7 separate regions of the Mus musculus genome follow, and regions 1, 2, 3, 5, 6 and 7 are each linked to region 4. The links are chromatin contacts, called in public Hi-C, HiChIP or PLAC-seq, Micro-C and promoter capture Hi-C maps. All regions are on one chromosome and are shown on one strand. The core of a region is the stretch at or near the end of the contact, and the rest is flanking DNA. Distances in the headings are between cores, read along the strand shown. Region 1 holds the start of Themis2 (thymocyte selection associated family member 2). Region 2 holds the start of Stx12 (syntaxin 12). Region 3 holds the start of Fam76a (family with sequence similarity 76, member A). Region 4 holds the start of Tmem222 (transmembrane protein 222). Region 5 has its middle 15 kb from the start of Gm36518. Region 6 holds the start of Ppp1r8 (protein phosphatase 1, regulatory subunit 8). Region 7 holds the start of Rpa2 (replication protein A2).

Region 1 (4,114 bases), core at 1,432-3,931, 480 kb before region 4:
GATGGTTGTGAGCCACCATGTGGTTGCTGGGATTTGAACTCTGGACCTTCGGAAGAGCAGTCGGGTGCTCTTACCCACTGAGCCATCTCACCAGCCCCTGGTGAGCTGTTCTTAAGAGGATGTAGAGGAGATTGAGGCTCTGAGCACCACCTCCAAGTTCAGCAGCCACTTGCTTGATGCAAAGTGCTAAAGCCTTAAAGAACACTAGAAGCTAAGCAATAGAGATCTCACAGTGCTGTGTGCCCAGGGTCTGTGTCCAGTGGCAGAGGATGGGAAACCGCAGGTGGCAGGACCTTTTGACCACCTGGAGCCCCTCTCCCAGGGAGAGCTTTTGGAGAGCTGCTCACAGGGTCAGGAGAAACTGGTGTCAACCTCAACCTAACCCCTCAGGAAAGTGCACACAGTTGCTCGGAGGTGGACCTCGAAGAAGAGGAGCTTGTTAGCCATGGAGTTATATATACCTGGCCCTGTGCTGAGTGTGACTGGCACTTCACTGCCCTGAGGACGCGTGACTGCCCTTCCGGAACGGGCCAGCAGTTTCCCTTTTCTAAAAAAATATCAACAGCAGTTTCTCCTTCCTAAAAGTGATAGCTCAGAGAGGTGGCGTCAGCTCCTCCAATGATTGGTAAAGAGGAAGGGTAGGAACTCAGGCTCACCCTTGGCTGAACAGGGAGTGCCGGGTCAGCCTCAAAATGAACAGAAAAGAGCCAGCAAGATATCGTAAAGACCCTTCCCTTCCTAAGTCCCACATGGTGGAGGAAGAAGAAAACAAAAGTCCTGTGACCTTCACATTCATACCGTGACACATGCGTGCCCCCCCATCAATCAATCAATCAATCAGTCAATCAATGTAAACAAAGGCTCGGAAGACCAGCTGTGGTGGTACATATCTGTAACCACAGAACTCTTACTCTGGAGAAGTCTGAACTACACAAGAAGAATTTGTCTTAAACGGAAAGAAAGAAAAATGCTAAGGATCTTAGCTAAGAACTAGCTAGAGTGTTAGTAGTCTAGGATGTAAGATGGCCCAGGTCCCATCTGCAGCAGGGCAGGTAATGTGGGGGTGGGAGGAGGGGGAGGTGAGGGTGGCTGGAGGCAGAACATGGGGTATCAACCTCCAAAACTGGAATCCCATGTGGTCAGGAATTCTACCACACCTTGCCCCATAGGGTCATCTACCTTCCCGTTCACCTCATTTGCATACCGACACTCTGTGACATCCGTCTGTCCTCACGTCACCCCAAGTCCTTCCACTTCCCATCACCCCAGGTCATAGCAGATGAGGAAACTCGGGTATTGTGACACAGGTAAGCAAGAGACGCTGGGAGGATGTTCTGAGCTGGAGAAAAGAATGACCAGGCTCCCAGAGTCCCACTTCAGGGACCCATCAGATTCCGATGGACCAGAGAGACTCACTGTGGTGGCCCTTGTGTGATCCTCCTAGGTCAGTCTATAACCCGCTTGGCCATCAGAACACTTTGCTGGCAGCTGCTGTGGCAGAGCCTGGCTCGCTCACTCCAGGGAGTAGAATGAAGCAGGCATCCATGAGACAGCTTGCTGTCTGAGGGAGGAGCCCTGAATCTCAGCATCTCCCTCCACTCTCGCCTCTGCCCTCCACAGAGCAGCCCGGTCGGTCCCTTTTCTTCCCTCCCTTACCCAAGTGGTCAGTCCCTGGTCACATGTTATTTGGCCAGTAACTGGTGGCTGTGTCCTGATATGGCCATCTCTTCTCTGCTATGGGTTGCGGAAAGCCATGGGCAAGGAGCAAATGTACAGGCAAAAAGCGGGGAAGGATCCCCCTGGTAGGAGGACCACTCCATCTGAGAATCCAGCAGAGGAACAGAGAGACTCAGAGGCAAGGAGCAGAGAGTTCAGCGGGAGGGCTGATCTGGTGCTAAAATAACGAACTGGAATATATCTTAGTGGTGAGAGCTCAGGGTCCTGGGTTGGATCCTTGCAGAAAGGGAAAGAAGATAATAAAAGAGAACGGAGGGAGGGAGCAAGAAAGAAAAATGAACAGTGAACCAGGCATGGCAAATTCAGGCAGAGGCAGACGGATCGCTGCAAACTTAAGGCCAGCCTGGGCTACAAAACAAGGTCCTCTCAGAACAACCCCAATAACGACAGTGAGCACCCTAGTGCCTGTCTGAAACGATGGACGAGTTATCCCCACTTATTTGTCCATTTATTGTTATAATTGTTCTTGTTGCTTGAGACAGGATTTCCTAGGCTGTTCAGATCGCTCCTGCCTAGCTGCCACACAATTTCTGTTAGCATTACCGAGGAGCCTCAGTTGAGAAAAAGCCTGAGTTAAACTCAGGACTTCTCATCACCCATGGGACAAAAGCTGAAGAGCAGGGAGGTGGCGCCTTTTGGTGCGGATTCATAAAACTTCGGACAGCAGCGTCTGAACTCAACCCCAGATCCCTCAGGGTCTAACTCTGTAGCCCAAACTGACCTGCAATCACTTTATAGAACAGGCTAGCTTCGAACTCATCCTCCCGCCACAGCTCCCCAGTGTTGGCATTACAGGCATGACCCATCATACCTAGCTCCTTCCACCCAGAGCCCGCTCACCCTCAAAGTAGACTCCGGAGCAGACCCGCAGCACGCGCGGAAGGGAGGTGGGGTCCAGGCCGCTCACAAAGTCCTGCAGCGGCACCGGCTCCATGGTCGCGTTCCGACTAGATTTGCTCAGACTGATCGGCAGCTTGCAGAGGACAGTCCGGAAGCCACGCCCACCGAGGCCACGCCCCTCAGGTCGGGAGCCCTACAGGGTTCTCTGAAGCGCCCCGAACTCTTGAATGGGGACTTTATTTCCCCTGACCTGTCTCTTCATCTCTAAAATTGAATCTTTTCTTAAGGTTTCTAATGTGATAAAACACCATGACCAAAAGCAACTTGGGGAGGGAAGGGTTTATTATCTTACAACTCTGGGATCACAGAGGTTAGTCAGAACAGAAACTCCGGACAGATAGAGAGAGATAAAGGGACTGGGACTGGTACAAGCCATAAAGAAACACAGCTTACTGGTTTGCTCAGTTTGCTTTCTTACACAACTCAGGACCACCTGCCCAGGGTTGGCACTACCTACACCCTATGGGCTGGGCCCACCCACACCAATCATAAGTGGAGAAAATGCACTACAGGCTTGCCTACAAGCAGTCTGATGGAGGCATTTCTCAACAGAGGTTCCCAGATAATTCTAACTTGGGTCAAATTGACCAAAGAACAACCAGGACAATTCCCACACCTTTCTTTACTTGGCTCCATCGAACAGATCTAACATCAAGACTTGATAATTTTTTTTTTTTTTTTTTTTGAGACAGGGTTTCTCTGTATAGCCCTGGCTGTCCTGGAACTCACTTTGTAGACCAGGCTGGCCTCGAAGTCAGAAATCCGCCTGCCTCTGCCTCCTGAGTGCTGGGATTAAAGGCGTGTGCAGTTACACCTGGCAAGACTTGATAATTTGATACCCAGAGGTCTGGTGTGTGTGTGTGTGTGTGTGTGTGTGTGTGTGTGTGTGTGTGTGTATGTATGTGTGTGTGTGTGTGTGAGAGAGAGAGAGAGACAGAGAGAGAGACAGAGACACAGAGAGACAAAGACACAGAGACACAGAGACACAGACACAGACACAGAGACATAGAGACAGACCCGAGACAGAGACAGACAGAGAGAGTATCCCTTAGCACAAATTGTACTTAAATTACTGTGTAGCTGAAGATGACCTTGAACTTCTGATCTTCCTTCTTCCACCATCTAAAATGAGTGTGGTCACACACACTTTATTAGATGCTGAGGACTAAACCTAGGGCTTCATGGATTCAAAGCAAACACTCTACTAAGTGAGCTGCATCCTCTGCCTTGTTTTGGGTTTTTGAGGCAGGATTTCACATAATCCACTGTGTAGCTGAGAATGGCTTCCTTAGACTCCTGATGCTCTTGATGCCTCCTCCTGCCAGGTTCTGGAATAACAGGCATGTACCATTTAACTACCTCAGACCATGAAGATGTTGAACAGATAAAAACGATCCCACTTCCCCAGCTGAGATGTGCCCCCAGATGCCTCTTCCACAGTACTCCAAGTTCAAACAAGGTACACAGCTCCCTAGTG
Region 2 (4,023 bases), core at 89-2,588, 390 kb before region 4:
GCGTACATTGTTAATCCCAGCACTTGGGAGGCAGAGGCAGGTGGATCTCTAATTTTGAAGCCAGCCTGGTACACAGAGTGAGTTCCAGGATAGTCAGAGCTACAAAAAAACTGTCTCAAAAAGAAAATAAAAGCACAGTGGTAGCTTATGCTTTAAAGCTTAGGACATAACTGCAATTCAGAACTGACTCTACTTATTAACAGTATAGCTAAGCTCACAAAAAAAAAAAAAAAAAAAAAAAACAGAATAATAAACAACACAGATGGTTGTCACCATTTTTAAAGTAAAATTGCTTCTGTTGTTCTGTTTACAGGGCTCTGGGATGATTCTGAAACTCAAAAACAGCCTGTACTTGACTCTAGCTACAGAAGGGAGTTTTAAGGTAAGCAGTTACAAACTGACTTGGCCCAACCCTGCCATCTCTTACTTGGTGTGTAATTGTGGCCAAGAGTAGCTCTCAACGGAGGCAGAAGAGGACATCTTCATGCTTGAAATGGGAAAAACGTTCGCTACAAAGACAACCTAACCTAAAATGTTCCCGGTGCATTCTGTGCCATAAAGCAGCAGTCCTCCCGTCCCTTAAATGCCAGGCACTGACTGACGTCCAGGTTAATTACAGGAAACACAGTGTATTAAGTCACTCGAACGCACGCATTCTCCACTTCCCTTAATTGAAAGTTGCTGATGTCTGAGGACCCAACCGCTGAGCTGAATGTGAACCTAAAGTCGCAACCAAGTAAGCACCCCCTGATCGGAACTGAGGAAAACAAGGTGGGTGGGGAGAGGGGGACGGCGACGACAGGAAAAACTCGGCTGACCACTGCGCCAAGTCAAGACTGCTGCTCACAGTCCTGGAGATGACACACACTCCCTCCCACCATCGGGGCTGTCGGCTCTGTTGACCCCCAACACCGTGAACTCTAACCGCCTAAGACAGGGGTGTGGACCTAAAGGGCCCGAGCCTGGCCGACCCAGGGAAAGGCAGCTCGCCGCGCCCAGAGTGGAGGCTCGCGACGGCCTCAAGGTGTGGCCTGAGCTGCGACCCAGACCGGGCTCCCCGACTTGGCAGCTTCACCACCGTCTGTCCCTCAGGCCGCCCCCAGCTCCCGGCTGGGTCCCCTCGCTCACTGGCTTGGCTGATCCGCTGGATGTTGCCACTGCATGTCTGGATGATGCTGTTGAAGTCCCGGGGCTGAGGCCCCGACGGCCCGGGGTTCCGATACATGTCTAAGGGACCGTAGGACATGACAGTGAGCAGAGACCGGGTCGCGCTTCGCGGCGCTCCTACCGGAAGCTGCCACTGACCGGGCCCAGCAGCTGAGAGGAAAACCGGGAAGAGAAAGGGCGGGGAAGGGACCGCGACTGCGTGCGCACTGACCCCCCGCCCATCGCGGTGCGCATGCGCGCGCTCCGCCCCATCCTGCAGTGCGCGTGTGCGGCTGGAATTGGCGGTGGGTCGTCTCTTGAGAGTTTTCGAACTGCTGGCGGTGAGCGTTCTCGCAAGACCCGACTCCTCCAGCTGTGAAGCCAGTACAGGACCGGACTTCTTCAGCCTGTCGTCTACAGACGGCGCGCCCCGCATTCCACGACCTTCCGGCCGCCAACACGCTCATCCGCATCCTGCTGCTCCCGCATCCTGCCGCTCCCGCATCCTGCTGCTCCGCGCGGCACTGTTGTTCAGGCACCCAGCAAGTTCTTGCTTTTCCAACCCATGTCAAAATCGAGGTGAATGCATGAGCATGGAATGGGACCAGTACACGTGCAGTTGTACCCGACAGGATTCGATGGTGAAAACTGTTCAACACCTAAATTTCTAGCAAGAATAAAGTTACTACTGAAACCATCCGCCAATACGGTGTGCCCCGTGCTTACCCACTTCAAGGGATTCTGGGACATTGTTGATTAACATTTCCTTCCTTTGAGGTCAGGCTGGTATACAGGGTGAGTTCCAGGACAGCCAAGGTTACATAGAGAAACCCTGTCTCGGAAAACCCACTCACACTCCAAACAAATAAAAACCATTCCCTTCCTGCGGAATTCAGTCATGAGATATGTTGCCAGCCAGATGGCATTTGATTGACAGCCCACCAACTTACAATGTGCACCACACCTACGAAAACTGGGCACCCTTCTCCAACCTCTCCTACTACATCAGAGCCTCTCCTCCTGTAACAGATGACTGCCTGACTCCCATCCTGTGAAAGGGAAGAAGAGGGTTTCTGATTCAAAAGATTATGGGGAAAATTCTAAGAAAAAAATTCATCCTTGACCCCCAGGGCTCGAATATGATATTCACATTCTTCGGCCAGCAATTCACCCACCAGTATCTCAAGACAGACCAGAAACAAGGACATATATTCACTAGAGGGCTGGGCCATGGAGTGGACATATAAGCCATGTTTATGGTAAAACTCCAGATAGACAGCATAAACTGCTCCTTTGCTTTCTCTTTTAATTATTTATTTTTATGCTCATTGGTCTTTTGCCTGTACCTGTGAGGGTGACAGAGCCCCTGGACCTGGAGTTACAGAGAGCTGTGAGCTGCCATGTGAATGCTGGGAATTGAACCTGTGTCCTCTGGAAGAGCAGCCAGTGTTCTTAACTGCAGAGTCATTTCTCCAGCCCCAAACTATGCCTTTTCAAGGATGAAAAACTCAAGTACCAGGTAATTGATGAAGAGGTATATTCTCCCATCAGAGAGATCAGGGACACTCAGGTGGAAGCAGACTGCCACTGCAAACCCCCAAATACCTGCTTTAGGGCAGATCTTGGGTTTGGCCACTGGTCATATGGTATAAGCTACACCATGAACCAGCACCACAAACCATTCTCACCGAAGCCTTACCAATCATTTGAAGAACTCAGGAGAAAGAGGCTGCTGAGTTGGAAGTTCTCTGTGGTAAAATTGATGCTGTTGGTGCTGGTTAAGAGCACTGACTGCTCTTCGATACGTTCTGAGTTCAATTCCCAGCAACCACATGGTGGCTCACAACCATCTATAATGAGAGCTGATGCTCTCTTCTGGTGTGTCTGAAGATAGCTACAGTGTACTCATATATACATTAAATAAATAAAATTTAAAAATTAAAAAAAAAAATCGATGCTGTCCTCCCCTGCTGATAGAAAAGCCTCTTCCAGGTGCTGTCTTTGGGGAAACCCTAGGGGAAATTGGGGCACCATTCTCCTTGGAAGGGCCTACATCAAACCCTATCTGTTCTCACTACTGGAATACTGGAAGCCAAGCTCTTTGGGGGAAGTGGGTGTTAAGATCATCAACACTGCCTCAATTTAGTGTCTTGTTTTATTTGGGGGGGTGTTCTAGACAGGGTTTCTCTGTATAGCCCTGGCTGTCCTGGAACTCACTTTGTAGACCAGGCTGGCCTCGAACTCAGAAATCCGCCTGCCTCTGCCTCCCAAGTGCTGGGATTAAAGGCATGCGCCACCACTGCCCGGCTTCAACTTAGAGTTTTAACGTTAGTAACATGAAGGGCTGTCCCTTCATTCAGTGCTCAGGGCTTCTCCAAACAAGCACATTACAAGTGCTTTAATTCCAGACAAATAGTGACTTAGATATCAGATCTCTCCAGGTTTGTGACATGCTAGACAGGACAATGAAATGAAATATTTGGGGATCCCATTGGATAAGTTTTCCTAGCCATGTATCTCCCCAAAGTCCATGACATCGTGCAAGAAATTTTGATTTGCATAAAAATGTACCAGACCACCCCAACCCTTGCTTCCTATTCTGCTCTATTTTCAGAACCCAGGCTCAAATATAGGAAAATTAAGTAGCCTTGACATTCAGGTCTGTAGCCAATCAGTGATTTTAAGGGTTTCAAAGTACTTTTATTTCTCCCTCCACTCCTAACTAAGCAATAAAGTAATATCGTATTTGGGGGGCACATACTGTGTGTGAATCCTTAGGTCACTGATTCATAAACACTTCACAGTAAGGAAGCATCCCCATTTTTATCTTTAAACATTTTTGGTCTGGTTTACTTTTTTATTTGTTTTTCCAAACAG
Region 3 (3,703 bases), core at 442-2,941, 360 kb before region 4:
AGACTGGGTACTAACTGTTGCTAGCAAGAGGCCTGGGTGAGTCATGTAACTCTCTGGACCTTCTCCTCTATATGCATATCACTTCCCTGCTGTTGATGTGGGAGTAGGAATCTGTATGAACTACTCATAGATTTTAAAACAAATATATCATGAATAAGCTCTAGATTGGTCGTTAGCTCTCTAGGTAAGAGTCCAGCTGGTCCGTCTGCTGTTGTGGGATAATGAGAAGGATCACTTGTGATACGAAGGCAAAAGATTAAAGCTGTCTTGTTTATTGAACTTCCTTTAAAAAAAAAAAAAAAAAAAAAAAAGAGCCGGGAGGTGGTGGCACATGCCTTTAATCCCAGCACTCAGGAGGCCGAGTTCAGGATTTTCTGAGTTCGAGGCCTGCCTGGTCTACAAAGTGAGTTTCAGGACAGCCAGGGCTATACAGAGAAACCCTGTCTTGGAAAAACAAAAAACAAAAATAACAACAAAGAATCATACAGCCTTAGACTGAGCAACAGTACACGACTTTAATCCCAGCGTTTGGAAGACAGAGGCAGTCAGATAGATCTCTGAGAGTTCAAAGACAGCCAGAGCTACAAGTTATATGACCCTGCCTCGGAAACAAACAAGAAAAATGTTTAGATCAAAGTTTTTATGTCCAAGGGGGCCTTCAAACACTATCTTTCGGACTCAGTAAACCCAAGTGGCTTAAGGAAAGTATGTGGGCATCTTTTTGGGGGGACGCGGGGAGGTGAACTACACACAGCGGACGGACACAGACACACATTCTGTATCTGAAATATCTGAGGATCTGTCAACGGCAACTCTGCACGAGCTTGCCGACTTAACTGTTGCTCTCTTGAACCGACGAGGTGGGAGGAAGTTATATATAAAAACGCTGGCATTTCAGGGGTTAAAAAATGCTTAGGATGAGGAGGAAGGCTACCAATTAGATGCTAAAAAGTCACCCTGTTCGTGTGTGTTCCAAGACACTGTTGGGGTACTTTTTTCATTTTCCCTAATAAAGCCTTGCCACCTCTAACTTTGAGATCGGCTGTAAAGTGCCCACGAAGTGTCCAGAGTTCAAAACACTCCTCACAAGCAGCACCTGATTCCGGGGTTCAATCTCATCCAGGACAAGGGAAATCTCTGGACCGTCATTCTACACTCAAGACGACCACATCAGAAGAGAAGGCGGTCCAAGGAAATCTTCCCGGGGGGCCAGTCGGGGACAAACAGGGGAGCTGTCCCCTCCCGCGACCTCACCAGGTCGGAGAAGAAACCCCAGCCGTTGCTAAGCACCAGGACACGCCGGCTGCCAGGGCCTGGACTCCGCCCGGGGCTCCCACAAGTACCCTGCAGTCCTCTGCGGGCCCGGCTCAGCTCGTCCGCAAAACGGGCCGGCCACACCCTGCCCGAGGGGACCCCGGCAGCCGTCCTCGCTGGACCGAGAGTTCCGAACCGCGCCTGGAGCGTCCCCAGCTCCCGGCCGCCGCCCCAGCCCGCGCACCTTGCACAGCTGCTGCCCCTGAGACAGCGCCTCGAAGGGGAAGCGCTGGTGGCACTTGGTGCAGGCGTACAGCGCCGCCATGTCCGGCCCGGGCCGTGATCGCCGCCGCCCCTCCCGCCGGCCCGCCGCTTTATCTGACAGTCTCAGGCACAACCTGGCGGCGGCGGCCGGGCCGCGGGCTGCGGAGGGCGGGCGGGCGAGGGCGGGCCGCGGGCGCAGGGGCGGGCTCTCCGGTGCTCAGAGGCCGTTCGCTGGCTCGCGTGGACGTCGATCACGCGGGAGGGGGCGGAACGTGGAGTTCCCGACGGCTCTGATTCGGTCCGGGTTGGACTACGCCACTGTGACGCTCGGGGCCGCGATTATGTAAAGCGCAGTCACGCGGGGGCGCCGCCTGAAAAGAGCGTCTTCCGAGTAGGATAGCGGAAGCCCTCGGGCTCCGCCCACCTGCCCGCTGAGGCTCCGCCCTCGCTCCGCCTCTCCGGGGGCTGCGGGAGCATTGGAGCTTCTCGCGATACTCGATGAAGTTGTGATGTTTTGGGTTGCCGTGGAGCTTCCCGCTAGCCGAAGGAGTGTGGGATTGGGGTGACAGTCGGGCAACGTCGGATTCGAACTACGAGACCATCCGGAGTTTAAACCCACTGGCAACCAAGGAGGAAAGTCTATCTTTGGAGCAGGCGGAGGGGAAAAGCAGGATATTAAATGAGTGTCCTCTATGGGCTGGAGAGAAGGCTCCGAATGCTGCTTTTGCAAAGTTTGGTTCCCAGCACCCACATCTGGAGGCTCAGATCGCCTGTAACTCCAGCTGCAGGGCTATCCCTGATGCCTCTTAACTCAGCAGGCACCTGCACTCACGTGCACTTACAAAAGATGGGCAGTTGTAAAATGGTAAAACAGTAGAGACCTGAAGCTAGAATTAAAGGCAATAGGAACACGGTGGCCATGATACTCTTGAGATCGGTTGGCTGTGTGTGTATGGAGGCCATCTGTACATGACCCAAAACCTTTAATACATTTTAGTTTGTGTGTGTGTCTCTGTGTCCCCCTCACTTAATATGGAGCTAATTGATCTGTCCGTTCTAGTGTGTGTGAGACTTAGGGATTGGTTTGATCTCTAGCACTGGAGAAAGAAAAAGAGGTAGGGCATAGGAAGTGAGAGGAAAGAAAGGAATAGAAAATATCGATGATCATTCATACAATAAACCTTTTTTAAAAGTTATTTTTACTTGTAAATGTGTTTGTGGGGCTGGAGAGATGGCTCAGCGCTGACTGTCTTCCAAGGGTCCTAAGTTCAATTCCCAGCAACCACATGGTGGCTCATAACCATCTGTAATGGGGTCTGATGCCCTCTTCTAGTGTGTGTCTGAAGATAGCAACAGTGTACTTACATATAATAATAAATAAATCTTGGGGCTGGAGCCAGCAAGGCTGGAGCCAGCAGAGGTCCTGAGTTCAATTCCCAGCAACCACATGAAGGCTCAGAACCATCTGTTCAGCTACAGTGTACCCCTATACATAAAATAAATAAATAAATCTTTTTTTAAAAATGTGTTTGTGAGTGTGCATGCCTCTGTGTATGTGTGTGTGTGTGAATGCAGTGCCTATCAAGGCTAGATGGAGTCCCCCAGGGCTGGAGTTGCAGGCAGTTTTAAACTGTCTGACATGAATACTGTACAAACAGTATGTAATCTTAACCACTGAGCCATCTCTCCAGACCCTCCTTGAATAACGTGTTAAGTATTTACTATGTGACAATTCTGGCTTATGCACACAATCAATAAGCCAGACATGATCTCTGCCTTTGTTTGGCAAATTAGCCAAAAGGGGCTATGATAAATGAAAAGACAAACCGTAAGTTGAGCATAGCAGTAACACCTGTAATCACAGTACATGGGAACTGGAGGCAGGAGGATCAGAAGGTCAACTCTATCCTTCACTACTTACTAAGTTTGAGTCTAGCTAAGCTCCATGTGACCCTGTCTTTAAAAACAAACAAGCAAAAAACCCCACAGCCAGGGAGGCAGAGGCAGGTGGATCTTGATAAATTATTTCTCCATCCATGAAACAAGCCAAATTCAAGCCAGATTACATTATATTAAATGGAGGTTTATTGGGCTCTCTGGCAAGTTCACTGGCCCCAAGGATTAAGGCCAGGGGAGTCACCATGAGGGCAAAGGTCAGGGGAGAGAAAGAGGAAAAATGGTGAGC
Region 4 (4,098 bases), core at 1,195-3,694:
TCAGGAACAGTCTTACTCATGTTGGTCTTGTGGACACAGATCTGAAGAGAACTGAGACACCAGCTACTTCTAGCCTAGAAATGGGGAACCGTGTCTCTTTACCTCTTGTTGCTTCCATTTCTCAACAGAGAAACAATATTCCTGAAAATGAGGGGCTGCAAATTGTTCAGTATATAAAGGCACCTGTTGCCAAGTCTGAAGACCTGAACTTGACTCACACACAGCAGGGGACAACTGACTCCTGAATGATGTCCTCTGCCGGCCACAGCGCTCCTACACACACAAGGTAATCTTTAAGAAGAAATGAGGAAAAAGCCAACATGGCCAACATGATTGGATTCCACACAAACCACACGGCCACCTGAGTACCCAGCCGCTTTCACAGTGACAGCCCATTCTCTTCACAGCTCTCCTCCACATCTGGAGTTCTCCTGTCCGTCAGTTACTTATTTACCCTCTACGGCTCCCATCAACACCTGGAAACAAGCGGCACACCCTGCCGCGGCACACCGGACAGCTAGGCTTTACACCTGCTACTACAGACCACAAGGAGTCAGTCAGCAAACGTGTTAAGAGGAAATTTTAATGAATTGGATCCAGTGTCTAACTCTGGAACCCTAGGTTGGCCCTTCCTCTGCAGCTTACAATGGCCTCAACACCGTCACAGACCTCAACACCGTCACAGACCCCCATTCTGGCTTTGCCTGCTGAGAACTGGGAATAGAGGTGTGGACCACCCCTGCCCTCTACATTTTGAGACAGTATCTCTCATTGACTTGACAGGAGTAGGTAGCCAGCAAGCCTCAGAGATGCTCTCACCTCCACTTCCTCAGCTCTGGGACTTCAGGCAATGCACTGCTGCATGAAGGTTTTTTTACATGGTTAACAAGGATCCAAACTCAGGTTATTCACAGAAAGCACTTTTACTGACTGAGCCATCCACCCTGGCCCAAGTAGCTTTACATACTTTAAAAATTAGGGTCATTTGATAGATGAAATGGCATACACCTGTAGTCCCAGAACACAGAAGGCAGGGGGAACAGGGGTTCAAAGTCAGGTTGGGCTACGAAATAAATACCAGACCAGCCAGGGCTACATATCAAGCTCATGTCTCAGTCAAAACCAATAAAATAAATAAATACAAAATCGAAAGATTAAAATGATTTGAAGATCAGAAACATTTGAGACTAAAAATATTCCTTCTCCACACAACTTGGCTCTGTTTGTTTGTTTGTTTGAGATTGGGGCTCACTATACATGCCTGGCTGGCCTGGAACTCCTACCATATAATTCAGGCTGCCCTCCAACTCACAGACATCTGCTTGCCTCTGCCTCCAAGTGCTATGGTTAAAAGTATGGATCCCCGTGCCTGGTAGCTGATTTTGATAGAAGGAAAGAAAAGAGTACCTCCTCAGGTGAGAGGTAGGATGCCACAGCTGAAAGATGAGTTATATATAGTCAGTGAACTAACTGGCTTCTGAATATCTTCTTGCTGGGATAGTCAACGGACCAAGACGATGTTACAAAGGAACTCAGCTTCCCCATGGGGGAAGGGGATTTCTACTACAGAAAATAAAGCTTGTAAACTGTCCAGACTGTTAGGATTAAGGTAGGAGGGTTGTAAGCTGCATTCTTCCACTGGGAGGCAGATACCTAGGTCGCTGAGACTGCTTTGTAACTCAAATGATGTAGGGGGAAAAACGCCAGCACGGACCTCCCAATGCTGACATTCCACGAACCAGTGTGGCTTCGATCAAACACTCAGTTCTGTTTCTAAAGGCGAAACGTCTTGTGCATAACAGACGACAAGTACGCGCTCGTTTGCTCAATGAGTGAAAAAACAAAAACAAAAACCAACGGGGAATGAATGACGATGCCTCTTCAGACAATGATTAAGGGTCTTTTCTGTACGCCTGCAGCTTAAGGGCGTGCTAATGACCAGATCTTTGCTGCTGATCTACACTTCTCCTCCTCTCCAGTTAGACCTGGGGGAACCAGGGCCGGAACTATGCCCCACATCCAAGGGGACCGCGCACCTCATAGGTGACGAGAGCTCTAGGGGACTGGGGGCTAGCCTGGCCCGGAGTACGGGTTGCTGCAAGTCTGGGGAAAAAAAAGCTAGCATGGCACCCCGGAGGATGCTCGGGCCCTCGGCGACTTCGCGCTGACATCGGAAGACACTCACGTGAGCACCGGGATGGGTGTCCACACCACGCAGTAGGGGAAGCGGCTCCGCTCCACGTCCATGACAACGCCACCGGACCCGTGGTACTGCTTCATGTCCGTCTCGGCCCCCGTCGGCGTTTCTACTTCCGCCATCCGAGGAGGGGGCGGCGGCGGCTGTAACAGAAGCGGAGAACTCCCTTCCGCTTCCGCCATCCCGCGCGCGTCCCGCTCGGGAAGGCCGACCGCGCCGCCGCTCGCCCCTGTGTCATCACTTCCGGGAGGCGGAGTGTCCTCTCGGTCGATCTTCCCCCGGGGAATTGGAGCCTTGTCCTTCTGGGCCCGGCTAGTTTAGCCTCTTTCCCGTGTTTGTAGCGGAGCATTTCCGTGGACCTCAGGAAGCTCTCAGTCGAGCCCCGGGAACCCACAACCAACCGCGGTTCCGCATGCCGGCACGTGGTGCAGGCACTCTTTATTGATCACTTCTTAGGTGCCAAGCATGTGATATTCATTGGTACTACTGTCTATAAACTGATTAGACGTGCAAATTTAGTTGTTTCCCCCAGAAAACAAATCAGAGACAAAGGCTCTTAGAAATGAAGTGAGCAACGATTCAAACGCAAGTCTTTGTAGATTTCCTTTGTCCTTTTTAGTCTGTGGCATGAGTTACATAATAGTCTGTTACGTGATGGTGTAAAAAGGGAGGTCAAACTAAAATCTTGGTGTGTATGGGAGACACGTACACTTGGTGTGTATGGGAGGGAGCAGCCTTGGGCCTGGGGAGAGCACGGATGCAGAAGTGCCAAGACAGGAAACTTGAGGTCACTATGTGCAGTAGAGAATATCATCCAAGACTTATCTAAATCTCTTTATTGTTCGTGTTTTGGGGCACATGTTTGTTTTTGTTTTGAAACAGGGTCTCACTATGTAGCCCTGTCTGTCACTATGTAGACCAGGCTGACATTGAACTCTTAACTCTGCCTCCCAAGTGCTGGGATTTAAAAGGGTACATCACTAAGCCAGGTCCTTTTTTGCTTTATAGAAAACTCGGCAGTTAGCACTTGTCTAAGATCACACTCAAGAACACAAAGTGGCCAGGCTCCAGTCTTGGAATCTTTTGATTTTTCAGAGGGATAATCAGAGAGACATGGAAGTGGAATGTTATGCGGTGAGGAGTGGGTGGGATGGGTTTGGAAGACAAGAAGGGAACCAGGCTATAGGAAGGTGTAAGAAAAATGAGGCAGAAAGGCAAACAGATTGTTTCAACAGGCTGAGACTGAGACTGTTTTATTGGAACAGCGGGCTGGAGGAGATATATATATGTTACAGCTCCTCTTTGTGTGTGTGTGTGTGTGTGTGTATGGTTTGACTGGGACCAGAGTGGGGGTTGTTTTCCATACTCAGGCATATTGTTTCTGCAGGTGAAGCAGACCTGTCAGATAGGGGCTAAGCACTTCATTCTGGCTAGAAGCTATGGCTTAGTACAGCTAGATTCAATTCCTCATCACCTAAGACTATTAGCCAACAGAAGGTGTGGACAAATGTTTAGGGAAGGCAAAAGCTATGCTTTTGAGAAGGTTTGCTTCCATGAAATGAGTCTCCTTTAATAGTAACTTGCCAAAAGCCTGCGGTCCTGATAATTTTTTTTTGTTTGTTTTTGTTTTTGGTTGGTTGGTTGGTTTTTCGAGACAGAGTTTCTGTGTAGCCCTGGCTGTCCTGGAACTCACTCTGTAGACCAGGCTGGCCTCGAACTCAGAAATTCGCCCTGCCTCTGCCTCCCATGCCTCCCAAGTGCTGGGATTAAAGGTGTGGGCCACCATACCCGGCGATCCTGATACTTAAATGCATTAAAAAAGAAAAAAATCTGGGGGGGAGGGTATAGGGGACTTTTGGGATAGCATTGGAAATGTAATTGAGGAAAATACGTAATAAATA
Region 5 (3,999 bases), core at 224-2,723, 330 kb before region 4:
AACTCATGATGCTCCTCCTGCCTCGGCCTCCTGAGTATTGATTGGGGTTGCTGGATTTTGAGTCCCAGTCCCCAGCAATCCCTCAGGCTGAATTACCCTGACGATGGCCGCATACTGCTCTCTCAGAATGCAGCTTAATTCTTCACCTTCATCCCCTAGACATTTACTGAGTGATCAATCCACGCCAGGCACTGTACCAGGCGCTAAGGACCCCACCGCACAAGGAACCTACTTCCTGCCTACTTGCAGCTCAGAGTGAATCCACGAGGCCCCCTCTTCCTTCCTGTTCGCCTTCTCTTCACCCCCATTTGTTTCGATAACCCCTACCCTTGTCTGTCTTCACGGGTTTTGATTATTACGTTCACACAGCACCAGACGACATGATGACACACAGCAGCGGCAGGGCCACGTGACATCTGTCTCTTTTAGAATTGTCTCTGGCAGTGGCCTTCAGACAGACACACCACTGAGTCATGGCCCTGCTGCAGGGTTGCAGCCTGACAAGTTCCTTGCGTTTTTAGGGTCCCAAATCTGCTTTCTTTAAAGCCAGGAGGTTTCCTCTGCTAATGCGATTGGCTTTTTATAAGGCTTTGTTTTGTTTTGTTTGTTTTTGGTTTTCGAGACAAGCTTTCTCTATGTAGCCCTGGCTATCCTGAAATTCACTCTGTAGATCAGGCTGGCCTCAAACTCGAAGAGATATGCTAGCTACCTCCTGAGTGCTGGGATTGAATGGGGTATACCACTACTACCCAGTTATGAGATTTTGTTTTTAAGTGTGTGCATGTGTGCGGTTTAGAAAAGTTATAGTTCCAGACAGTTGTTAACTCCCTGATGTGAGGTCTAGGAACTTAACGGGTCCCCTGGAAGACCAGGGAGCTCTTGTAACCAAGAAGTCATCTCTCCAGCCCCCTGGGCTTCCTCTTCTAAAGTGTCTGCTGAGCAAACGCACACGCTCTGTAACCCCTGGCCTTCTCAGATCCTCTTGCTTCAGAGCAGAGTTTATTTTGGGGAAAAGCCATCTTGTAGTGCCAACTTTGGTGACTAAAGTGGGGTTGGTGCTGGGCAGTGCCATGTTTGGTCACAAAGGGGGTGACTAGAAACTAACAGAGAATGCTTTTTACTCTGGAGCTACATCTTAAGACGAGCCCCAAATTAGACCTCAGTGACTCTGGGCTCCATCCCAAGTATAAAATAGAATAAAATAAATTCAGACCCCGGTTTCTGACTGTCTTGCTGTAAGACAATGTCAAGGTCATCTCTGGTCCTCAGGTTTCTCGTCTGTCAAATGGTGCTAAAGGAGTCTCATCCAGACCAAGAGTGTCATTCCCAAGTGTGGACGTTAGAGGATGTGTCTTTGTTTTTAGCTTGAAGGTTTAAAGATGGGTGTGTGCCAGGGAGGCAGGAAGAGGGCGGAGCTGGAGCTGCAGGTCACTGTGAGTCACTAAATGGAACTCTGTCTGCTGGAAGAGCAGCAACTGCTGAGCCGTCTCTCCAGCACCTTGCAGTCAAGTTCTTGCTGTGCTGACCAGGCTGCCCTTGAACTCCTCGGCTCAACAATTCGGCCGCAGGCTCCTCCAGCACTTGACTACAGGCATACCATGTCAGCTGACTTAGTCCTGACCTTTCATCAAATCCCTTTATCTAGGGAGTTTCCTTCCAGGCCCTGGTACCCTTTAACAGTCAGCCCCTCCTAAGGCTGGCGCCACAATCTCATGGTGCAGTGTACGAACATGACCACCAGGTGGCACTGTAGTCCCGGGCTAGACTTCATCAGCCCTCATTATCCTTGAGCTGCTCCGCAATTACTAAAAGCCCTCCCTGGGGCAGTCTCCACCACAGTCTTCCGAGACTGAAATGAATGGACCTCGGCTTCTGCTCTGCAGCAGGAAGCCTGGACGCTGGAGTGATCATTCCCAGGGTCTCTGAAGGACCTTCCTCCTGCTCTCCTTCCCAAACCCCTAGTTCCACAATTCAGGACCCTCTCTGCCATCAGGTCTGTCTTCAAGTTCACAGCCTATGCACCTCCCACCCCCACCCCCCGACAGAGCCATAAGGTTTTAGAGGAGAAAGAGAGAAACACGCCACCGCCACCCAGGCTTCTTGGCTGGCGGTACAGGGAAATGCTGAGAACCGGGCGTTACTAAGCTGACCTGGAAAGGGGCCTGGGCCAGCAGCAGCGGAGGTTGCTGAAGCAGAAGAGGCCTGTGGCTTCCTGTGAAGAACTGAGGAGCCACGTCCTTTAAGCAGATGGCTGGGGGGAGGGGTGGAAGACTAGGACGCCCAGGCCTCCCGGTGAGGAGAGGGAAGGGTCCCAGGAAGGCAGGCGAAGAGGCCAGGGAGAGCGTTCTCTTGCCTTTCAGCCTCTGCCATCTCCTAAGATAGACAGGCAGGACAAACAGCGTCATTAATGTGAAGCTACCCGGAAGAGACAGGGGCAGGAACAGGTCTGTCTGCTCATACAGACAGCAAGTCCAAGCACCTAGCCACAAGTACCCAGGTTTCAGTGCCTGACCTCAGAAACTCAGATAGAGAAACCCAGCCCCAAGTTCTCGGCCTCAAAACCCCAGCTTGTTCCCAACTGCATGCACCCACTGTGCAAGCAGAAGACGTAATGCCCTGTCAGAGGCTGTGGGGGTGGGAGTGGGGCGGAGGAGCGGGGAGAGGAGAGGGGAGGGGAGGGCTGGTGAGCTCCCGGACACAAGAACACGGGACACGCGATTCGATCCAGATCCAGAGGTTCTTTATCGGAACAAACAAATGATTCCAGATGGAAGCTTTGCCGCAATCCTTACAGGATCTGTTTACTGAGCTGACTCGTCCCTGTAGCCAGCACCAAGGAAGTGCCAGGCTGGTCATGCAAATAACCACACAGCCCAAGCTGGGCGACTTGGCTGCCTTTGCCCTACGCATACAGGCATACAGCTTGTTTGTCCAGGGTTGTGTCTCCTGTCACACCTATGGAGAAGCCTGCGTCCTTAACAAGGTCAGGGACAGAGAACTCTGCTGGAACCTTTCCTGAGCAGAGAGCAGGGGGGCTGCCACTCCTGACACAACACGGCTGTGTCACAAAGTCTGTGTGTGTGTGTGTGTGTGTGTGTGTGTGTCTGGGCCTCTGCCTCACCACTGTCTCGCTCCTCTGGAGGTCAGAGCACAGCTCACAGGAGCTCATTCCCTCCTACTATGGTTTGGTCACCCGTGTCTTTACCCACTGAGCCATCCTACCTGCCGGAGCAGGAACTCTGCGTCAACAGGGGGCTCAGCTTTCAGCATCCACCTCTGCCAGAAGCACCCCAGATCCTAACCCAGAGAAAGAGGGGAGAGTGTTTTCAGTCCTCCGGGAGTCCACAGTCTCTTCTCTGAACCTCCCACCCCAAGCTAGTGTCTCTTACAGGCCTCTCCTCTTAAAGTACGGGTGCCTTCAGGCAGATGGGCCCAAGCCACATGCCTTGTTTCTCACTACCACAGTGCTCTTCCTGGAACCACTTGGAGGCATCAAAAATACTGGTACCTGTTCTTACTACAGAGGTTGCTGTCTAATAAGTCTCAGGTACAGCTTGGGCTTTGGAATTAAAAACAAAGACAAGCAAAGCAACTGTCCAGGTGGTTATAGTGCACAGACAGGTATTGGTACCACTGCCTTACCATATCACTATTTTTATGCACAAGAAGTAAGGAAGCCCGGTGGTGGCACAGGCCTTTTAATCCCAGCACTTAGGAGGCAGAGGCAGGCGGATCTCTGTGAGTTTGAAGCCAGCCTGATCTACAGAGGGACTTCCAAGACAGTCAGTGTCACACACAGAGACATCCTGTCTCCAAAAGAAGAAGAGGAAGAGGAAGGGGAGGAAAAGACCAGTAAGGAAATAGGAGCCCTGGTGACACTAAGAAGCAGGCCTGAGCACCAGCCGTGACTATCAGTCTCTCACCTCAGAACTGATCTCCCAGTCCTCACATCCAGCTTCCTGCACATGTTAACCCTCACAGCAGTCCTCCGGGGTATTC
Region 6 (3,760 bases), core at 326-2,825, 430 kb before region 4:
AAATAAACAAAAAAACATTACCCAGATGAACTCTTGGTACCAAATCAGAGATCTGTAATTAGGGAACTAGAGCAAATCAAAACCACGCCCACGAAACCAAGCTCCAAAGGGAGGGAGGTGTGGGGGCACCCTGAACAGGTGTTTGTGAAAAAAAATCTAAGTCATCAGACTGTTTTCTATACCTCGCTTCATCATTCAAGGGGATGGATGCTCAAATGTCAAATCACCTGACACAGTTCCTGGTATACACCAGACCCTGAGGTAATGACAGGTGATCTCAAAGAAAGAGTCTCTTTATATTTGGCTGGCCCAAATTTGAAATAAGTGCAGCCAGGGACCAGTGTGGATAAAGAATTTGTAGGCTGAAGCACATGGATATGTTAAAAGAATAAAGAAATCCAGGAAACAGCCAAGCATTCATTCGCTTCCTGGGCTTGTTCTTTTGAACCTTCCAGGGCCCTTACATTTGCACAGAAGAAACGATATCGAGTCTATCTCATTGAAGATTCAACACAGACATCTCACAGCTCCGCTCCAATCTCTCATGGCAGTGGCTAAAAGGACAGTGCATCGAACAAAAGCCCATTTGCTTCGAGATACAGATTAAAATGAACATTAAAGCCAAAATATTTTGTCTGAATATCCTACCATGTGATTGACTCAGGCCTAGGAGCTGAGCATGATGCAAGGGTTTTTGCCCTTGAAGATCTCAATGTAACAGAAGCCCGAGAGGTAACACGTTAATAACCAGGAAGAGCCGCAACAGCAGAAAGGGCTCTAACCCCGATGCATCCTCGTGCAAAGCAGTTCCTATTCATTCATCTTGCACCCCACTCAACGCGGAAACCATCCTACTACTTCTCTGAACTTCCCAGGGGATGAAAATGCTGTATGCTAACAACTTCTGCTGTCTTTTGTACCGGGTTTCGTGCTGGTCTGGTCAGAGAACAAGGGGGAACAGTCCCGCGCCATCCCTGCCCGCAAGGAGCACCTAGTCCGCTTGGAGGGTGCAGCAGCCACGGAGGGATGCAGCATCAGGTTGGACTGAGGTAGGGAAGCCAGCTCGTGCGCGCTCCAGACCTTCAGCACCCGGGGAAGGTTTGATGCTCCCCGAGAGCATCGGGCACTCAGTGATGAGTTAGGGCAAGTTAGGGGCCAAGGCCTGAAGCACCCCGGTGAGCGGCTGACCTCCCAAGCGCTGTATAAACTGAATACCTTCGAGCCCCCAAAACTCGGGTTTCCGCAGAGCCTGGGCCCCAGCTCCAGGATCCTCCACACGTCGCCCGGCCCCTCACAGCGGACAGTTTTCCCTCAATCATTCCAGGATCTTTCTGAGACGTTCGTTTCATCGCAAAAAAAAAAAAAAAAAAAAAAAGGAAGAGGAAAAAAAAATACAACCTTCTCCTTTCTGTCCGGGTTAACTCACGCCAAGCCGCTCCAGTCCCAGAAACCTCATTACTCACCAAGTCGGGCAGTCGAACAGCGGGAGGCTGGAGCCGGAGTTCACGGCTGCCGCCATCTTGCGTCTCCCCCTCCCATTTGGCGGGTCTGAAGCACGCCGGGAAACTAAGAGCTCGGGAGGGAAGAGGCGGCATCCCAGCAGCCTGTGCGCAGCGCGTGCGTGCGCACGCGCAACGCAAGGACGCTCTCCTGGGAGCGCCTCTGGCGGAGGGCATCAGGGGCTGGGTTTGAAGTCTGCAGTGTTTGCTGGAGAGGCTGGGGGCGGGTGTCTCCTTGGTCACGGGGTCAGGAGTGGTTTGTACCTTGATGCGGCTTTCGCGCTGCGTTTTCCGCCAGAAACCCTAGAGCTCTGCAATCTGCATTAACTCCCAGCTACCCACCCCCTCGGGCTTCATCTAGCGATAAGCAGGTGATGGCTAGAGATAAGAAGTGATGGCTTTTTTTTTCCCCCTTTTTCCAGCCTTCCTTCGAAACACTGCATCTGAAAACAGAATCCTTACTCATTTGTCCTTTCTGATCCCAAGTCTGATGTGTACGGCTCAGTGGTAGTGTGTTCAGCAGGCGCGAATGAGGCCACTGATTCAATTCCCCAAAACCAGTAATTTTCTTAGATCTGGGAGAATCTATAGATTAGGCGACTGTGTCAGAAATCATGTAGTCTGTTTTTGAAAACTTTGGACAAACTGCTGCAAGGCACAGACTCAAAAGGAAAAAAAGCCTCCAATTTTTAGTAACTTAACCAATTCTCAAAAATGTTTAATTCATGGCCCCTTAGGATTTTTCTCTGTGGGTCATAGTGACATAGGAAGCATTAGGGTTACCATCTTCCTCTAAGCCATTAGCTTGCTGGTTGTAATGGTTTTGTCTATTGAGTGCTTATGGGGAAGTATGTATTTCATATGGATCAGTTCACTTGGTATTCCCAAAACTCAAGACAGATTGATTCCAGAAGAGAGGCTCTAGCCTCACCTTACAAGGAGTGGTATTCGAACCTGAGTCTATGTAAAGCCAAAAGCCAGGCTCTACTAGTCCCATATGTTTCTGACAACATACCATTCCTTCGTATGCAGTGGATGGTCCTTTTTTCACTTTTGCAGAAAGATGGGATGATGACTTCACAGTTTTTAAAAGAAACAAATGGTTGGAGGGTGTGGCAGCACATATCTGAAATTCCATCTGCCTTTGCTTCCTGAGATACAGGGTTAAAGGTAGTCAACACTATGCCCTGCTAGACAGTAAAATTAATAATAATAATAATAATAAATTCTCCAGGTTTCAGTAAGCAACAGCAATAGAACATGTCATGGTTTGAATATGCTTGGTCCAGGGAGTGGCACTATTTGGAGGTTTGGACTTGTTGAAATAAGTGTATCATTGTAGGCTTGGGCTTTAAGTCCTGTATCCTGGCTACCTGGAAGTCAGTCTTCCACTAACAGCCTTCAGGTGAAAATGTAGAACTCTCAGCTCCTCCTGCACGATGCCTGCCTGGATGCTGCCATGCTCCAGCCTTGATGATAATGGACTGAACCTATGAACCTATAAACCAGCTCCAATTAAATGTTTTCAGCATAAGAGTTGCCTTTGTCGGGCTGGCGAGATGGCTCAGCAGTTAAGAGCACCGACTGCTCTTCCGAAGGTCCTGAGTTCAAATCCCAGCAACCACATGGTGGCTCACAACCATCCGTAATGAGATCTGATGCCCTCTTCTGGTGTGTATGAAGACAGCTACAGTTTACTTACATATAACAATAAATAAATCTTAAAAAAAAAAAAAAAAAAGAGTTGCCTTGGTCATGATGTCTGTTCACAGCAGTAAAAGGTTAACTATGACAGAAGTTGGTACTGGTAGTGGAGTAGTGCTGTGATAGGCCTGACCATGTTTTTGTCTGGAAGAATGTGGATTTTGGGACTTAGAATTTAGAAAGCAATGGAATGCTCTAAGTATTGCTTAATGGGCCATCCTAATAGGAATATGATGAGATTGATTTGAACTGTGCAGACCTGGCCCAAGAGGTTTCAGTGGAGAATAATTTCAGCATGTGGCCTTGAGACTGTTTTTGTGGTATATTGGTGAAGAATCTGGCTGCTTTTTGCCCTTGTCTGAAGAGTCTACCAGCGTCTAAGGTGAAGAGATTTATATCAATTGCATTGACAAAGTCTCAAAAAAGCCCAGCAGAGACTTTGTTCTCTGGTTAAGTCTCATAAAGAGTGTTTTGAACAAGAGTAGGAAGCTTAGAAAGGAAAAATATAAAATATATGGTTCAAGTATTAGAGGGGCACCAGTAAATGAAATGGAGCT
Region 7 (4,086 bases), core at 1,445-3,944, 510 kb before region 4:
TTTAAATCTTTTTTTTTTTTTAAATTTTAAAATAAATCTTGACAGTCATCCAGAGGACCCGAGTTCAGTTTCCATCACCCACCATGTCAGATGGTTCCAGGTGCAGGGGACCTGACGCCCTCTTCTGGAAAGCTTAGGTATCCACACATACATAGCATGCACTCACACACAGAAGCACGGATAAAAGTAAGTAAAAGAAAGTTAAAAGCCAGCCTGGGCAGTACAGGGAGCCTGTAACAAAAGAAGGAAAAAGGAACCTCAGAAATTCTGATCTTGGCCCAAGCCCAAGCCCATACTAGACAAATGATCTTCTACTAAACTACAGCCACAATACACATGCACATATACATAATACTTACATACATAGCACATACATACATGTACACATATACACACACAAATGCACGCATGTACATATATATACACAAACACACACCAGTACACCTACATATACACACATGTACATGCATACACAAAATACATATATACACAAACATGCATATGCATATACAATATATACCACATACATATAGATATATACATACACTACACCTATACACACATACACTTATACAAATGCCACTATAACCACACACAGATAAACACATATACACATACATGCATACACATATATATACATATATACACACCCCTACACACATATGCACATATACTTACACCTATGCACACATGCACACACACACCTATACCCACCTACACACATTTAATGGTTTGAAATAACCTTTGTCAAATGTGTGAGACATGGTGCACACTTGGAAGACAAAGGACAACTCTCAGGAGCTGGTACTTGAGGCCTCCTCCACAGGAGCGTCCTCCTTGCCACAGGAGTGCTGGGATTGCAGATGTGCCATTGCGTTTGGCCTTTTGTGTGTTCAGGGTTTAGAGCTCAGGTCGGCAGGCTTGCCCCTCATGTGCTCTACCCAATGACCATTAAACAACTGAGCACACAGGACTGCGGGGATGGCTCAGGGGTTAAGAGGGCATGTTGCTCTTGCTGATCACCTGAGTTAGCATTACAGAATGGACACGGACACGGCCAAGGGACAGCTGCCTATAACACATTTAGGGACCCCCCAAGACCTCCTCTGGCTTTGGAGGCACCTAAACTCATGTGCACGTACCCACATACTTTCTAGAAAACTAAACACATGCTCTAGTGCTCGATCAGCTTTTAGACGAAGGTGTATGACTCATATAATGACTGGTTGAAATCACGGGAGACTGAGAGGGAGACAAAACTGGGGGCAAGACAGCAGGACATCTTTGGATCTTTTTAACTGTGGCCATGTATGGCCATGAGGTTTCTTTTGTTTGTTTTCTTTTTTTTTTCTTCAAGACAGGGTTTCCCTGTGCAGCCTTGACTGTCCTAGAACTCACACTGTAGACCAAGCTGGCCTCAAATTCACAGAGATCCACCTGCCTCCACCTCCCAAGTGTTGGGGTTAAAGGCGTGTGCCAACCCCTCCCCCAGGTAGGGTTTCTTTCTTTGAAAACATGAACATGTTATCTATGCCCTGGATACAAGCCTGTGTGTGCGTATGAACATGTGTGCTGGAGTGTGTGCTTGTGTGTGTGTGTGTAGAGGACAACTTGTAGGAGTTGTGATGGAGCAGCCTGACTCCACCTTAAGTTCTGAAGCCATCTTATCATACTACCAAAATAAGTCCATTCCTCTTTTCTATAAAACTTAATTTGACCAGGTCTTGACCAACTTTCTGAATTTCGACAGGTTCCACACCCTATACCCTGATTTCAGTCTGATAGACGTTCTGCCAAATAATGCTGAAATGTTCGACCAAGTGCCTACATAACCCTTGAAAATGTCCATATTCTTGCAGTTTTGGGGGTTATATAAACCTCACCTCTTGTGTTCGATGCTGTTTTCTCATTTTGTATTTGTTTTGTTTTTTCGAGACAGGGTTTCTCTGTGTAGCCTTGGCTGTCCTGGAACTCACTCTGTAGACCAGGCTGGCCTCGAACTCAGAAATCCTCCTGCCTCTGCCTCCTAAATGCTGGGATTAAAGGTCTGTGCCACCACTGCCCGGCGATGCTGTTTTCTCAAAACCCCAGTTTAGCGAGATAGCCATCTCTGACAAAATTAAGCTTGCTTAATTTGACCAAAAATTGTTTAATCATTTCTACTCATCTTCAGTGGGATTAACAGTTGAGCCTCTCCTTCCACCATCACGCAGGTATTTATTTATGAATACAATATCACTATCTTCAGACACACCAGAAGAGGACAGCAGATCCCATTATAGATGGTTGTGATCCACCATGTGGTTGCTGGGAATTGAACTCGGGAGTTCTGGAAGAGCAGAAAACTAGCAGTTTGGCGGGAAAAGGGGGCTAGCGAGCGGCGGAAGTGATGTAGGGTTGCATGCGACGGAGATGGGGTGTGTGTGAAGAATGCTTGAGGATGGCCCCGGAAGTATCGTTTTGATTGGTTGTTTTCTTGAATACTGTCCTATCGGAAATTTGCCCTCAGTAAAGATGGCCGCGCATGCTTCCATTCCTTCTTGGGGCCGGGTGTTTTTCCTAAGCTTGGCCTTGATACCGAAAAAAAAAGGAGGGGACTCATGAGTTCTGATTGGCTGAAGGTAAATGTGTCCAGGGCGCTGATTGGCTGTCCCTTCGCGGGAAGGAGTTTGTGGCGCCAGTGCAAAGTAGCCAGAAGGCTGCCACGCCAGAGCGGCACAGAGTTCCCAAGTGTTCTTAGTTTTCGTGTCCGAGCGTCTTGGGCCGCTCTCTCCGGAGAACTGCGACCAGGATGTGGAATAGTAATGGCGGGCGTGGGGAGAGTCACGCGAGGGTGTTGGGAGTGGGCGAGTCTGGCGCAGGAAGGCCGGGACGGAGCGAGAGGCCCGAGGCGGGCTCGGCGGCGTTCGCGGGGTGGCAGGGGGATTGTCGCGGCTGGGGCGGTGGGGACAGCGGTCGCCAGGTATAGAGATGGGGAGCGCAGCGCAGACTCTGACGACGGTCGTTCCCCGCAGGCGGATTCGAAAGCTTCAGCAGCTCCACCTATGGCGGAGCAGGCGGCTACACGCAGTCCCCCGGTGGCTTCGGGTCGCCCACACCGTCGCAGGCGGAGAAGAAATCGGTACGTAGACTGACGGCTCCGTTCTCATTTGTGTCCTGGCCAGGAGGGAACGTGTTTTCGTGCGGGAGGGTGGCACACCCCAAGGTGTCAGAAGCTGTCCGTTACCTACCTTGTCTTTTGTATGGTCAAGTGGGGAACAGGGTTTTTATTATTTTATTGTTTGGCAAGCCTGCAGTGGTTCGCCCGGCCTCCATTTTCCTGGCCCTACCACTCGAAAGTATGCTTTAGTAGAGTTTAATATCGCTGTCCCCAGGGCACAAAAATCCCTGAAGAACAAGAGTCCACTGTGTTCAGAACAGGTTTGGGGTTGTTTCCTGTTGGTAACTGACAGGAAGGACACGCTAAGCCTTAATCTGCTGGGCTTTTTCTGCCTCGTACATATTCATTGTATGACCAAGTGTTTTGGAGGTGTTTGTAGCTCTGGCTGGCCTGGAACTCAGAGATCCACCTGCCTGTACACTGTAGTTGTCTTCAGACACACCAGAAGAGGGCATCAGATACCACTACAGATGGTTGTGAGCCACCGTATGGTTGCTGGGAATTGAACTCAGGACCTCTGGAAGAGCAGTCAGTGCTCTTAACCGCTGAGCCATCTCTCCAGCCCAAAAAGATCCTTTCTTAAAAAACAAACAAACTACATTGCTCGTAGGTGGCTTGAGAGGCAAGTGTCTTTGCTAGATGCTCCTCTGCCCACTCCATCTGACTCTCCTGTTAAGATGCCCAAAGATGAGCAGCTTGACGAAACTCACCAGGTTTTCTGCAGAGACTGCCATCTGGTTGCCAGAATATCTCCTAAAAGAAGCTATACTTCTAACTTCTTCCATTTTATCAAGAAACCTAGAGCATCTTCGTAGTCCTTTTTCTGCTTGTCATTTCTCAAGCCTTTTCACAAGGCCCTGTTGTCTCCGTGGTGTCCTGAACACTGCTCTTGCTATGTCTGGGATGTGCTCTTTCTACCCCTACCT

What was found. A called contact is a pair of places that touch in the nucleus more often than the background predicts. HiChIP or PLAC-seq counts read pairs in DNA pulled down with a chosen protein or histone mark. Capture Hi-C pulls out chosen DNA fragments and counts their contacts.
Region 1: a contact with region 4 is called in an H3K27ac HiChIP or PLAC-seq map of embryonic stem cells, with 5 times the contacts expected there. The contact joins the promoter of Themis2 here to the promoter of Tmem222 in region 4. A contact is called at or near these places in 1 of 39 promoter capture datasets (pre-B cells), 1 of 484 Hi-C or Micro-C datasets (B cells) and 3 of 115 datasets of contacts at active chromatin or transcription factors (acute myeloid leukemia and embryonic stem cells).
Region 2: a contact with region 4 is called in a Micro-C map of muscle stem cells, with 8 times the contacts expected there. The contact joins the promoter of Stx12 here to the promoter of Tmem222 in region 4. A contact is called at or near these places in 8 of 39 promoter capture datasets (the C10 cell line, embryonic stem cells, liver and 4 more), 3 of 484 Hi-C or Micro-C datasets (cortical neurons, embryonic stem cells and muscle stem cells), 9 of 115 datasets of contacts at active chromatin or transcription factors (the 230-238 cell line, CD8 T cells, bone marrow-derived macrophages and 5 more) and 4 of 9 other capture datasets (adipose tissue, embryonic stem cells, liver and 1 more).
Region 3: a contact with region 4 is called in an H3K27ac HiChIP or PLAC-seq map of microglia, with 8 times the contacts expected there. The contact joins the promoter of Fam76a here to the promoter of Tmem222 in region 4. A contact is called at or near these places in 10 of 39 promoter capture datasets (the C10 cell line, embryonic stem cells, hippocampal neurons and 5 more), 3 of 484 Hi-C or Micro-C datasets (B cells, bone marrow-derived macrophages and natural killer cells), 26 of 115 datasets of contacts at active chromatin or transcription factors (the SCID.adh cell line, SST interneurons, acute myeloid leukemia and 17 more) and 2 of 9 other capture datasets (adipose tissue and liver).
Region 5: a contact with region 4 is called in a Hi-C map of B cells, with 36 read pairs. The contact joins the enhancer-like site here to the promoter of Tmem222 in region 4. A contact is called at or near these places in 7 of 39 promoter capture datasets (the 3T3-L1 cell line, cranial neural crest, embryonic stem cells and 3 more), 2 of 15 datasets of contacts at CTCF or cohesin (embryonic stem cells and large pre-B cells), 9 of 484 Hi-C or Micro-C datasets (B cells, the CH12 cell line, the G1E-ER4 cell line and 4 more), 38 of 115 datasets of contacts at active chromatin or transcription factors (CD8 T cells, the NIH/3T3 cell line, the SCID.adh cell line and 27 more) and 3 of 9 other capture datasets (adipose tissue, liver and macrophages).
Region 6: a contact with region 4 is called in a promoter capture Hi-C map of pancreatic islet. The contact joins the promoter of Ppp1r8 here to the promoter of Tmem222 in region 4. A contact is called at or near these places in 8 of 39 promoter capture datasets (the C10 cell line, embryonic stem cells, hippocampal neurons and 4 more), 5 of 115 datasets of contacts at active chromatin or transcription factors (bone marrow-derived macrophages, embryonic stem cells and large pre-B cells) and 3 of 9 other capture datasets (adipose tissue, liver and pancreatic islet).
Region 7: an H3K4me3 HiChIP or PLAC-seq map of pro-B cells shows a contact between it and region 4, with 2.9 times the contacts expected there. The contact joins the promoter of Rpa2 here to the promoter of Tmem222 in region 4. A contact is called at or near these places in 4 of 39 promoter capture datasets (cranial neural crest, liver, neural stem cells and 1 more), 1 of 484 Hi-C or Micro-C datasets (embryonic stem cells), 3 of 115 datasets of contacts at active chromatin or transcription factors (astrocytes, embryonic stem cells and pro-B cells) and 1 of 9 other capture datasets (liver).

What each region holds. Positions count from the first base shown.
Region 1 is chr4:132,793,683-132,797,796 of GRCm38.p6, forward strand. It overlaps Themis2 (thymocyte selection associated family member 2), which reads right to left and starts at 2,682. Exons shown (of 6, transcript NM_001033308.2): 1 at 2,578-2,682. The coding sequence starts at 2,671.
Region 2 is chr4:132,883,120-132,887,142 of GRCm38.p6, forward strand. It overlaps Stx12 (syntaxin 12), which reads right to left and starts at 1,339. Exons shown (of 9, transcript NM_133887.4): 1 at 1,129-1,339. The coding sequence starts at 1,246. It also overlaps the pseudogene Gm13033.
Region 3 is chr4:132,920,860-132,924,562 of GRCm38.p6, forward strand. Fam76a (family with sequence similarity 76, member A) reads right to left here and starts at 1,692. Exons shown (of 9, transcript NM_145553.2): 1 at 1,499-1,692. The coding sequence starts at 1,579.
Region 4 is chr4:133,275,346-133,279,443 of GRCm38.p6, forward strand. Tmem222 (transmembrane protein 222) reads right to left here and starts at 2,445. Exons shown (of 6, transcript NM_025667.3): 1 at 2,186-2,445. The coding sequence starts at 2,379.
Region 5 is chr4:132,943,963-132,947,961 of GRCm38.p6, forward strand. No RefSeq gene overlaps it. Among named protein-coding and RNA genes, the nearest start is that of Gm36518, 15 kb to the right of the region's middle. Within about 2 kb of position 1,474, at least 276 of the 459 cell types and tissues checked have an H3K27ac peak or open chromatin away from gene starts, as enhancers often do. A contact at or near this core is called in B cells, CD8 T cells, the CH12 cell line and 28 more, where this site is marked.
Region 6 is chr4:132,841,594-132,845,353 of GRCm38.p6, forward strand. Ppp1r8 (protein phosphatase 1, regulatory subunit 8) reads right to left here and starts at 1,576. Exons shown (of 7, transcript NM_146154.3): 1 at 1,464-1,576. The coding sequence starts at 1,519.
Region 7 is chr4:132,765,666-132,769,751 of GRCm38.p6, forward strand. Rpa2 (replication protein A2) reads left to right here and starts at 2,695. Exons shown (of 9, transcript NM_011284.3): 1 at 2,695-2,801; 2 at 3,015-3,121. The coding sequence starts at 2,792.